Linked DNA regions of Pan troglodytes: all the other regions are linked to region 1. Evidence: chromatin contacts called from public HiChIP or PLAC-seq and capture Hi-C data. All regions are on one chromosome and are shown on one strand. The core of a region is the stretch at or near the end of the contact, and the rest is flanking DNA. Distances in the headings are between cores, read along the strand shown. Region 1 holds the start of EYA3 (EYA transcriptional coactivator and phosphatase 3). Region 2 holds the start of SESN2 (sestrin 2). Region 3 holds the start of DNAJC8 (DnaJ heat shock protein family (Hsp40) member C8).

Evidence for each region. HiChIP or PLAC-seq counts read pairs in DNA pulled down with a chosen protein or histone mark. Capture Hi-C pulls out chosen DNA fragments and counts their contacts.
Region 2: a capture Hi-C map of stem cell-derived neural stem cells shows a contact between it and region 1, with 2.5 times the contacts expected there. The contact joins the promoter of SESN2 here to the promoter of EYA3 in region 1. A contact is called at or near these places in 1 of 1 datasets of contacts at active chromatin or transcription factors (stem cell-derived excitatory neurons) and 1 of 1 other capture datasets (stem cell-derived neural stem cells).
Region 3: an H3K4me3 HiChIP or PLAC-seq map of stem cell-derived excitatory neurons shows a contact between it and region 1, with 2.9 times the contacts expected there. The contact joins the promoter of DNAJC8 here to the promoter of EYA3 in region 1. A contact is called at or near these places in 1 of 1 datasets of contacts at active chromatin or transcription factors (stem cell-derived excitatory neurons) and 1 of 1 other capture datasets (stem cell-derived neural stem cells).

What each region holds. Positions count from the first base shown.
Region 1 is chr1:202,904,772-202,908,471 of NHGRI_mPanTro3-v2.0_pri, reverse strand. It overlaps EYA3 (EYA transcriptional coactivator and phosphatase 3), which reads right to left and starts at 1,846. Exons shown (of 17, transcript XM_016957345.4): 1 at 1,653-1,846.
Region 2 is chr1:202,733,412-202,737,111 of NHGRI_mPanTro3-v2.0_pri, reverse strand. It overlaps SESN2 (sestrin 2), which reads left to right and starts at 1,703. Exons shown (of 10, transcript XM_016957397.4): 1 at 1,703-2,193. The coding sequence starts at 2,104.
Region 3 is chr1:202,756,138-202,759,837 of NHGRI_mPanTro3-v2.0_pri, reverse strand. It overlaps DNAJC8 (DnaJ heat shock protein family (Hsp40) member C8), which reads right to left and starts at 1,834. Exons shown (of 11, transcript NM_001279783.1): 1 at 1,652-1,834. ATP5IF1 (ATP synthase inhibitory factor subunit 1) reads left to right here and starts at 1,352. Exons shown (of 3, transcript XM_003338984.7): 1 at 1,352-1,589; 2 at 1,680-1,771; 3 at 3,156-3,419. The coding sequence starts at 1,503. The coding sequence ends at 3,297.

The DNA of each region.
Region 1 (3,700 bases), core at 597-3,096:
TGGCTTCTAGGACTAACATGGCCAAGCTCCAAAGTCCTTTGCTAAAAACAGCTGAAGAGAGCCCAATTTTGGAATAAGCCAAGGACTATACACTCTTATATGTATATGTATCATATAATGAAGATCTTTCTATAGCTAATTAGCCAAAAGATAAGCAGGTGCTCAAAGCTGTATTTAAGTTCATACTGAAGTACTACATTTTAAAGCACAATTTATAGATTACAGAAACTGATGACACAAAAACCGCTGCACTCGAGTGCTAGATACACACTATAAACATCGGGAAAAAATAAAGATTACCCAAGCCTATACTCTAGATCACAAAATTTGGGAAAGGGAGCACTAACCATTATTAAATGCAATTCCTTCATGTTATAAATGACTTTAAACCTCTAGGGAAATTTAAGAAAGGTGCCCTAAATCTCAAAATGAGAAAATGATAGTTTTACTACAAAGGTGGAAATGGTAAGGAAAAAAAAATACAAAAGTTAGAAGAATATTCTAAGTAATGTACTTCTAAGTAATGTAATTCTAAGTAAAGTCTGGCTAATGAAGGAAGAGGAAGACAAATAGAAAACTTAATACAGTAAAAATGAAAAAATGCATATGTGCATACTAAGTTCAAAGAAGATTACTTTGAAATTACTATAGTGAACTCTTCAGCAGACCACTTTTCGGAAACAACACAATAAATTCATAAATCTGGGGCTAATGATCTCTCCACAAATTCTGTCCTCTATCATCACAAGTGTCCTGTAAGAAACGTCCATGCCGAAAACAAGAGCTGAACGTCCCAAAACATTGGCATTTTTGCCTCAGCTGTGCACATCCATTCTCATGGGAACACAAAACTGACAGAACGTCCTCATGACTTGTCAATTAACAAGATCGCGCCAGCCCAACTGCTAGCAGTACCGTGTGCCTGCCACCTGTTAGCTGCTCTTGAGAGAGCCCCAAAACTGAGGTAAAGCGAAGAACTAGGAACGCCTTTGTTGTACCCTAACTATGGAAGCTACCAGAGTTCAGTCTAACCCGGCGCCTTAAGGCAAAACTTCCCCCAGGCTGGGGAAGTCTTCCCATTTCGGGGCTTTGGCAAAGCTCTCCTCTAGCTAAGGACAGGCAGAAGAACCCCAGGAGAAGCACTGTCACCTACTGGTCCCAGGAGGAAGGATCAAAGCTGAAGAAAGTTGGGGGACAAGGAACTAGGACCCTAGGGAGAGGCTCAGTTTCTCGTGGTGAAGAGTGAGCACAATGAGAAGCTGGGCCGTCTCGCTGGGTGAAAGAACGCTGAGATCCCAGATCAGGGGTAGGGGAAAAGAGGTTCTAAAAGAAGGGAGGAGGAGAAAAAAGGAGAGGCAGTGGCTGAGAGAAGCGCTGAGGCGTAAGGCAAGAAACCGAGGTTGGAAAAGGACTGATGAGGCTGAGGAAAAACAGCGAGGCGACAGAGGCACGGAAGCGCGAGAAGGCTAAGCTGAGGTGAGTAAGGCGAGGCCAGCGTGAAGGAAAGGGCTGAGGTGAGTGAAGCACTGCAGGGACAAGGGACAGACGAAGAGACTCCCACCCACAAGGACCGAGGCAGAACTCTAGACCCATCCCCCTTCACGCTGTGCTCGCCCGGCTGCGCTCAGACCCTGTTGGCAGCGGAGACTCACCCAAAGGCTGGAAAAGCCCCACAACAGGACATGGAGACCAGTCCAGACCCACAGTAGAACCAATCGAGCGGAGGAAACCGCGGCGTTAGCGTGACCCGGATGCGCATCGCTAGGAACCGGAAGTAAGCGGCCAGAGTCACCTCACAATCCACACCTCGTTCCACTAGAAACCTCTGGGCGCATGTGTTGAGTCTGACCGGGCGGGGAAGCGCTTAGGCTCCGCCCACTCCGCCGGCCCGGCGAGCCACGCCCATGGCCACGCCCCTCTCAGTGCCTCGGAGACAGGCAGCTTCTGGGTGAGCGCTAGGCAGTCCTGACCGTACAACCTTCACTTTTAAGGCGGTCTTTAAAAATGCGCGTAATCCCTACCTGGCTAAAAGGAACGTAAGAAGTGTTGGGTGCATTTGGTAGATTTAGAAAAACTGGGAAGGAGAATGAGTGGGAAGTTTTGGAAGACATTTGGGAGGCTAGCCCAAGGTGATCTTTTTTTTTTTTTTTTTTTTTTTTGAGACGGAGTTTCGCTCTTGTTGCCCAGGCTGGAGTGCAATGGCGCGATCTCGGCTCACTGCAACCTCCGCCTCCCGGGTTCAAGCGACCCTCCTGCCTCAGCCTTTCGAGTAGCTGGGATTACAGGCATGTGCCACCACGCCCGGCTAATTTTGTAGTTTTAGTAGAGACTGGGTTTTTCCATGTTGGTCAGGCTGGTCTTGAACTCCCGACCTCAGGTGATCCGCCCGCCTGGGCCTCCCAAAGTGCTGAGATTACAGGCGTGAGCCACCGCGCCCATCCCTTTTTTTTTTTCTTTTGACACAGAGCCTCGCTCTGTCGCCCAGGCTGGAGTGCAGTGGCGCGATCTCGGCTCACTGCAACCCCCGCCTCCTGGGTTCAAGTGATCCTCCCACCTCAGCCTCCCGAGTAGCTAAGACTACCGGCGCGCGCCACCACGCCCGGCTAATTTTTGTATTTTTCGGTAGAGACGGGGTTTCGCCATGTTGCCCAGGCTGGTCTCCAACTCTGGAGCTCGGTTGATCCCTTGGCCTCCCAAAGTGCTGGGATTACAGGCGTGAGCCATCACACCTGGCCCCAAGGTGATCTTTTTATCCCCAAATTTAGTTTATTCTTAATATTATATTAAGCTTACAATTCACTTCGTGCACACTGTTTTCGGAAGCAAAATTCTTAAATGTTTCGTTAATTTTAAATTACAACCCAAGTATGGGCTAGAAGCAAGGTTGAATTCAGGCTTTGTGGAGACTTGACGTTTATTCAATTGGGGGGCCCTCTTTAAAATAATCAAGGCCAGGCACAGTGGCTCATGCCTGAAATCCTAGCACTTTGGGACGCCGAGGTCGACGGGTTGCTTGAGCCCCGGAGTTGGAGATCACCTGGGCAACAAAATTAGACCCTGTCTCTACAAAACAAACAAAGCAAAACAACAACAAAAAAAAACCCAGAAAAATTAGCCAGGTGTGGTGGCACGCACCTAACTGAGCCCAGGAGGTAGAGGCTGTGGTGAGTTATGATTATGCCACTGCACTCCAGCCTGGGCAACAGAGCGAGACTGTCTAAAAAAAAAAAAAAAAAAAATCCAAAATTACAAATACAATATTAGATATAAAAGTGAACCTTTTATAATGAGAAAAATTACAAACATTTTTATTAGCTCACAAATACCACGAATAACAAAATCCAGAAAAAAACTATTTTTCTACATTTTTTGACTGCATATTTGATCACCTCTTCCGATGACAACAATGTACTAAGCAACATCATTTACTAAGATCCTTAACTCCTCTCTCACATCCCACATGTACTCCATCAGCAAGTTCTGCAAGATCTGCCTTCAAAATCTGTCCACAACCTGACCATTTACTGCCTCCGTTGATATAAACCAGTCAGTCAGTGACTGTGAGTGCCCTATTTATACTCTTGCCTTCCCACAATCTTTTTTTTTTTTTTTCAGACGGAGTCTCCCTCTGTCACTCAGGCTAGAATGTAGTGGCCTGATCTTGGCTCACCGCAACCTCTGCCTCCTGGGTTCTCCTGCC
Region 2 (3,700 bases), core at 454-2,953, 170 kb after region 1:
GGCACTTGCCTGTAATCCCAGCTACTCAGGAGGCTGAGGCAGGAGAATTGCTTGAACCTGGGAGGCAGAGGTTGCAGTGAGCCAAGATCGGGCCACTGCACTCCAGCCTGGGCGACAGAGTGCGACTCTGTTTCAAAAAAAAAAAAAAAAGATGTAGACCCTGCCCTCAAGGAGTTTACAATTAAAAAGATCAGATAAGCCAGACTCAGTGGTGCACACCTGTAACCCCAGTGATTGATTTGGGGGGCTGAGGAGGGAATATTGCTTGAGCCCAGGAATTTGAAGCTGCAGCGTGCTATGATCACGCCACTGTACTCCAGTCTGTGTGACAGAGCTAGACCCCATCTCTAAAAAACAATACTAATAAAAAGAAAAAAGGGTCAGATAAAACATGTACATATAAAATTACAATACAAGGCAGAATGTGGCTGGACATGGTGGCTCATGCCTATAATCCTAGCACTTTGGGAGGCTGAGGTGAGAGAATCGCTTGAGCTCAGGAGTTTGAGACCAGCCTGGGCAACATATGGAGACCCTGTCTCTATTTATTAAAAAACAAAAAACAAAAACACAAAAAAAACTAGGTAGAATGTGATACATGTGAAAAGAGATCCAGCTCAAGTGCCTTGGGAGCTCAAGGGAGGGTGAGATTAATCGCTTTTTCCCAAGAATCTGGAGGCAGGAAACCAAGTCGGTTTCATCTTTGGAATTGTAAGCTTAGACTTAGAAGTCTCAGAGGGGGACTTGGGGGTCTTATCCACCCTCACCCCTGGCAGGATTCCCTGTCTAGAATAAACAATAACTTTAAAATGGAAACAAAAAAAGGAGCTCTGAAGGAAAACTGTGAAGGAAGAGGCTCCGTTTGAAATGAATAGAAAATGAATTTAGCTTGGAGGTGCTGAGGTGTTGGTAGAGGCAACTTTCTGGCAAGAGGCGAGTTGAAGGCCAGGAAGTGGATGAGATCAGGGAGAGTGTCTGGAGGGAAGAGGGGTAAAAACAGAAACTGGGGAAGCACCCACGTTTTAGGAAGTGGGTGGTGAAAGAGGAGTCAGAGAAGGCCAGAGGGAGAGGTGAGCAAAGATCCAGCAGAACACCTTGTTACAAAGTTTCGAGGAGGGTGGCAGGGGTGGAAGCCAGGACGGGTAGCAGAAGGAAGAAAACTTCCAGCAATAGGGATTGAGGTTCCACACGAAGTTACCAATGACATTTCAAGGAATGAAGGCTTTTCCTGAGGCTCCACAAATAAGGTGAATTCCCTGTGTCTCGCATCTTTGGAGCTTCCCCGAGGCCAGAGGGAGCAGGGTTGTGCCCTCTGACCTCTAAATATCTGGGGTTCAGTTCTATAATTAGCAGCACCGGATAGGACGCGAGCCAAACCTCTCTTAACCCTAGCCAGTCCCTCCAGGAACTGAAAAGATGAAGAATTCATTTAGGAGATTTCACACTCGGCTGTTTGGCCTAGCCCAGTGAAGTCCCTTTTCATCACGCAACCCTAATGACTCTTCGGGCTGTCACTGCCGTCTGGTGTTGCCAGGGATCTGACTAAACCGTCTTGCAAAAGTTTGCAGCATTCACCCGAGGCGGACTACAACTCCCAGAATTCCGGGCGCTCCCCGGTGCTGATTGGCGGAGCCCGTGACTCCAGGGGGCGGAGTTTCCCCCGCCTCCCCGGGGAAACAGACCTCTGATTGGCTGGACCGCCGGGCTTTTGTGTCCCCGCCCTCCCCCGGGGACCGCAGCGGGCTGAACTGCTGGTGTCAGAGCCCGGCGAGCGCTGGCAGTTCCGCGGCGGGGATGCTGAGGAGCGCTGGGTCCGCGAGCAGCCCTGGCCCCTGCGGACTTCCGAGGCCGTGAAAACCCCTGCGCTGCGGCCCTTCCCAGGCCCCCGAGGCCGTTCGCCGTTCCCGAAGCCCGACTGGGGGAAGAGTCCAGCACCAAAGCGGCCGTTCTCGGATTCCGGAGCGTTCTGGAGCCCCGAGAGACGCCCCGGGGTTCTAGAAGCTCCCCGGCGGCGCCCAGTCCCGGCTTCCTTCGGGCGTCCCTCCGAAACCCACTCGGGTGCACGGGTCGTCGGCGAGCCGCGACCGGGTCCTGGCGCGCACCATGATCGTGGCGGACTCCGAGTGCCGCGCAGAGCTCAAGGACTACCTGCGGTTCGCCCCGGGCGGCGTCGGCGACTCGGGCCCCGGAGAGGTAAGCGGCGGCCGCGCGACGCCCCTCTTCCCTGGAACCCCGAACCGCGTCTGAGCCTCAGGCTGTCCTGAGCTGAGTCGGTGTGTCCTGGGCTCGGGGAGGGAAAGCCGAGCGCGTAACCCGGGACCCGGGTTGCATCAACTGGCAGCCGCGGCCCTCGGCACCCCTCCCCCCCTCTGTCTCCCCTCTCCCTCCTTCTCCTTCTCCCTCTCCCCCTCCTCCCTCCCTCTCCCCCTCTGCCTCACCGCCCCCCCCACAAGGGCCGCGGATCCTTCCTCGGCTCCCTCGGACTCCTGGCCAATGAGGGAGAAGCCTTCTGGAGGCTCTCCGAGCTTTGGGCTCCTGAGCGTCTTCAAGTCCAGGCAAATCCCGGCCGGAGCGGCCAGACCACTCCTCCTCCCCGCCCCCTTCCGCGGAGTCTCTTCCTCTTCGTGGGGGCCGGCGGGCAGAGGACCCTTCCTGGGGTGTCTCCCGGCTCCTGTCCCCCAGCGCGGGGCGTAGGCACCTGGGACTGGCCAGTGAAAGTTGACCTCATCCCATGTCCCCCGCACTCCTGCTTTGGAGGGAGAGCGCAGGGGCTCTGGGGGCTTGGCGGGCCGCCCGGTACGCGGCAGCGGCGGCAGCCAAAGCTGGGGGGAGAGGGGACAACCCCGGTCGCGGCTTCCGAAGCCAAGCGCGGATTAGGCTGCGCCCTGCTAAGTAAGTGGTCTGAAGGCCCAGAAGTTTGTTTTCCAGAAATTCCTCCCCCACCCTCCCTTCGCGCCGCTCCCCTCCACCCCCCCCCCGCCCCCCCCCGCATTCGCATCCCGGCATAGCCCGCAGGGGCTTTGCAGGGAGACCGGGAATTAGGCTGGACCTAACCAGACTGACAGTTCGCACTCCCCCACCACTACCAGCAGCAGCGATAATGGACATCTTATCATTTATTATGCACCTACTAGATACCAGGCTCTGAGTTTTTTTCGCCTTTAACCTAAGTCCTCAGGACTAAACCAGCAATACAAGCTACGCTATAGCCCCATTTTACAGGAAGAACATTGAGGCCCACGATGGGCTCAGAAAGAGGCTTTCTTCATTAACCCCACTGAATATCTTGTTCTTTGGCCTTATGATTTCTGAGATTGCACGGCACTAGGAGCTTCTAGTTGCTTTAGTTTACAGGCCTAGAGTGTAGTGGAAGTTGTATTCTGGACCTGGGATTTGGTGGAGTGCTATGACCCCAAGAAAATCCCTGCTCTTCTCTTAGTAACGTGGTTTCTGGGGATCCTACCTCCGTCGGTGTATGGTTTGTGCCCTGGTTTTTGTTAGCTTGCTTACCCTTCTCTGCCGTGATTTAGGAGCGCCATGTGGAGGAATGGCTCTTCTCCTGCAGCTTCTCAGCGGTGTGACTTCTTTGGAAAGATGGAAATAATGTTACTATTGAGAACACCTGAACACTAGAGAGCAAGAGTGCTGGGTTCATGTCCCAGCCCTCCTGCTAACTTGCAGTGTGTGGCTTAGCCAGTAA
Region 3 (3,700 bases), core at 585-3,084, 150 kb after region 1:
GCTCTTGTTACCCAGGCTGCAGTGCAATAGCGTGATCTCAGCTCACCGCAACCTCAGCCTCCCGGGTTCAAGCATTCTCCTGCCTCAGCCTCCCAAGTAGCTGGGATTACAGGCATGTGCCACCACGCCTAGCTAATTTATTTTTTATTTTTATTTATTTATTTTTGAGACAGTTTCTCTCTTGTTGACCAGGCTGGAGTGCAGTGGCGTGATCTCAGCTCACTGCACCCCCTGCCTCTCAGGTTCAAGCGATTCTCCTGCCTCAGCCTCCCGAGTAGCTGGGATTACAGATATGCGCCACCATGCCCAGCTAATTTTTCATATTTTTTTTTAGTAGAGATGGCGTTTCTCCATGTTGGTCAGGCTGGTCTCGAATTCCCAACCTCAGGTGATCTGCCCGCCTCGGCCTCCCAAAGTGCTGGGATTACAGGTGTGAGCCACCGCACCTGGCCTGCTCTTTTCTACTGCATTGCACCACATTGCCAAAAGTGCAGTTATTAAGCCCATTCAACAATATGTTGCTAACGAAAAAAACAAACTAAAATATTTTTAAAAGGTTTATTCTGAGCCAAGATGAGTGACCATAGCTTGGGGAAACACAGCCTCAAGAGGTCCTAGGAAACTGTGCCTGAGGTGGTCAAGTTATAATTTGGGTTTTCTTTTTTTTGTTTGTTTTGAGACGGAGTCTCGCTTTGTCACCAGGCTGGAGTGCAGTTGCGCAATCTCGGCTCACTGCAACCTCCGCCTCCCGGGTTCAAGCCAATTCTCCTGTCTCGGCCTCCTGAGTAGCTGCGATTACAGTCGCGTGCCACCACACCCGGCTGATTTTTGTATTTTTAGTAGAGACGGGGTTTCTCCATGTTGGCCAGGCTGGTCTCGAACTCCGGACCTCAGGTGATCCACCCACTTCGGCCTCCCAAAGTGTTGGGATTACAGGCGTGAGCCACCGCGCCCAGCCAGAACACTGCCACTTCTCATAACAAATGAGCGCGATTTATGTATATCTAAGCCAGGGCACATTGGACGTCGGTATCCTGGACATCAGCATCCTGGACACAGCTCCCAAACCCCGAATTCCCCCATTTTATTGATGCTAGCAGGCCAGGGAAGGGAAAACTTCCTTTGAGCTTTGAATAATAACGACTTTAGAATTGAAATCGTGGGCTGGAGGTGGACGCCACGCCTCATTCTGATGGGTCCAAGAGCCGAAATTTCGGCTTCCGTCACTCTCCTCACTCAGCTCTCCAAACTCCTCCATCATTCCTCTTTCCAGTCCTTTGGCCCTAAGCCCTTGCTAGCGGTTGGCTAAGAATAAACCCGTCTCTTGCTCGGGATTCGCTGTGAGCTCCGGGAAGCCCGCCTCCGCTCTCCCGTGATTCGCTATTCCTGTGTTCATCCGCCCCTGCGTCGACCAGATTGAGTGCTTGGCCGTCCCTGCCATTAGCGCGTAACGAGAGACTGCTTGCTGCGGCAGAGACGCCAGAGGTGCAGCTCCAGCAGCAATGGCAGTGACGGCGTTGGCGGCGCGGACGTGGCTTGGCGTGTGGGGCGTGAGGACCATGCAAGCCCGAGGCTTCGGCTCGGATCAGGTACGCTGCGGCAGTGTCCGCTGCTCCAGCCCCGCGGGCGGATCCCATCTTTGCTTCCGTACCTTTACCAGTGTCCCTGTCTCTCTGCAGTCCGAGAATGTCGACCGGGGCGCGGGCTCCATCCGGGAAGCCGGTGGGGCCTTCGGAAAGAGAGAGCAGGCTGAAGAGGAACGATATTTCCGGTGAGGCTCACCGGGTCCCAAGTCCAGCCCTAGATCTCCCAAGGGCCTTCCAATCCTTAAACTGCCAATCGCCCCACCCGTTCCTACCTGGTGCCTTGGGCGCCCCATCCCCCAACAGAACTCCCGGGCCCCAATCCAGTATACCCTAACCCTTGATGTCCCGACCGTTGCCACGTATAGGGCACTCCCAGTTCCCTGCACAACAGTTTCAGGCCCCCAAACCATTTCCACCGGCGGGTCTCCAAAACAACCCACGGCTCAACTCCTCCTTCATCATTACCATCTCCCGCGTGGAGTTCTCCTCAGGTCGTGCGAAACACCCCCAGATTCTTCGCACAGTGTCTAGATCCGACCGTCCAACGTTTGCCTCCCAGCCTGACTCCCTCGGCCCTTACCCACCTGTCACCCCCTCTACGCTCTCCTTCCTCGCCAGCACGCCTTAGCTTTGCAAGCCTGCATGCATTCAGGCTTCTCAGGTGTTTCTAGACCCCTGACTCCGCAAGGGTGAGGATGATGGGAGCTGGTCATGGGAGCTACTTATGGTTGGACACCATCTTCTAAAGGCTTTTGCCCTACTCAGCCCAGCCTAGACCTGTAGATTTCCCTCTCCTGCTTAGGAGTATGGAGTGGGCTGGGCCTCCCTTTGCCAGCCCTGAGTTATCTTTAACTGACTTCTGTCCACTCTGGAGAGCAGTGAGGAATTAATCTTGCTTTTGCTTGTCCTTTGGCCTTTCACTTCTGCCTTCTGTTGAGAATTATCACCATGACACCTGCCATACCGTATAGAGAGCCAAGGTACAGCCGTTAGAGACTATCTAATTGAGCCCCTACATTTTGTAGTTAAGGAAAACTGAGGCCTAAATGTGACCAAACCAACATTGTAATCCAGTCCCTTCTTGGAACCTAAATTGAACTGCCAAGTACTGCGCATGCAAGAGACCCTTTATTGGCCTTACAGTGGGCCATTCATTTCTATAGGCAAAGAAAGCTCTAGACAGATTGGAATAGGAAATGGATATTTGCCTTTTAGCTACACCCCTTTGTCTGTCTTCCTCATTTTGTTCCTTTTCTTTTCCCTAAAGGGGAGTCAAGTTCCCTGGGTTGTTCCCCTCATAAGGTATTAGGGACTTGTGTCACATCTCTCTGGAGTTTTCTATTTTAAAGAGGAATCTGAAAGCAATAAGCTCTTTGGTCTTCTTAAGATGGCTACACCTCAATTTAAGATGGGGTATTCTTTCACTAGTTGAGGAGTAGAAGAGGATGACCAGCTAGACTCCCATGGAATTGGGACTCCTATTCCTTGCTTAGACATTACGGGTTATGCTTTGAGATCTCTTTGGGGTGAAGGGTTGAAATTAAACCCTGAGCCACCGTGTCCTTGTAGAGCACAGAGTAGAGAACAACTGGCAGCTTTGAAAAAACACCATGAAGAAGAAATCGTTCATCATAAGAAGGAGATTGAGCGTCTGCAGAAAGAAATTGAGCGGCATAAGCAGAAGATCAAAATGCTAAAACACGATGATTAAGTGCACACAGTTCCCCATAGAATGGCACATGTCATTGCCCACTTCTGTGTAGACATGGTTCTGGTTTAACTAACATTTGTCTGTGTGCTACTAACAGATTATAATAAATTGTCATCAGTGAACTGTGTTTGATGCCTTCTTCTATCTGGAAGAGATAGACAGATACCAATGGACTGCTAAAATGGATTAGAGGCGTCCCTGCATCCAGGAACCCACAGACAATGCACAGTGTGATTAAGTGCTATGAAACAACACGAGTTGGGGGGGATAGGTGTGACACAGACAAAGTACCCCTCCCCGTCTAATTAGAAGTGTTCAGAGAAAGCTTCCTGAAGGATAAATCCCAATCTGAAGCATAAAGATCAGGAGGATCCTAGAGATCCGAAGGAGTCATTGCTTCAAA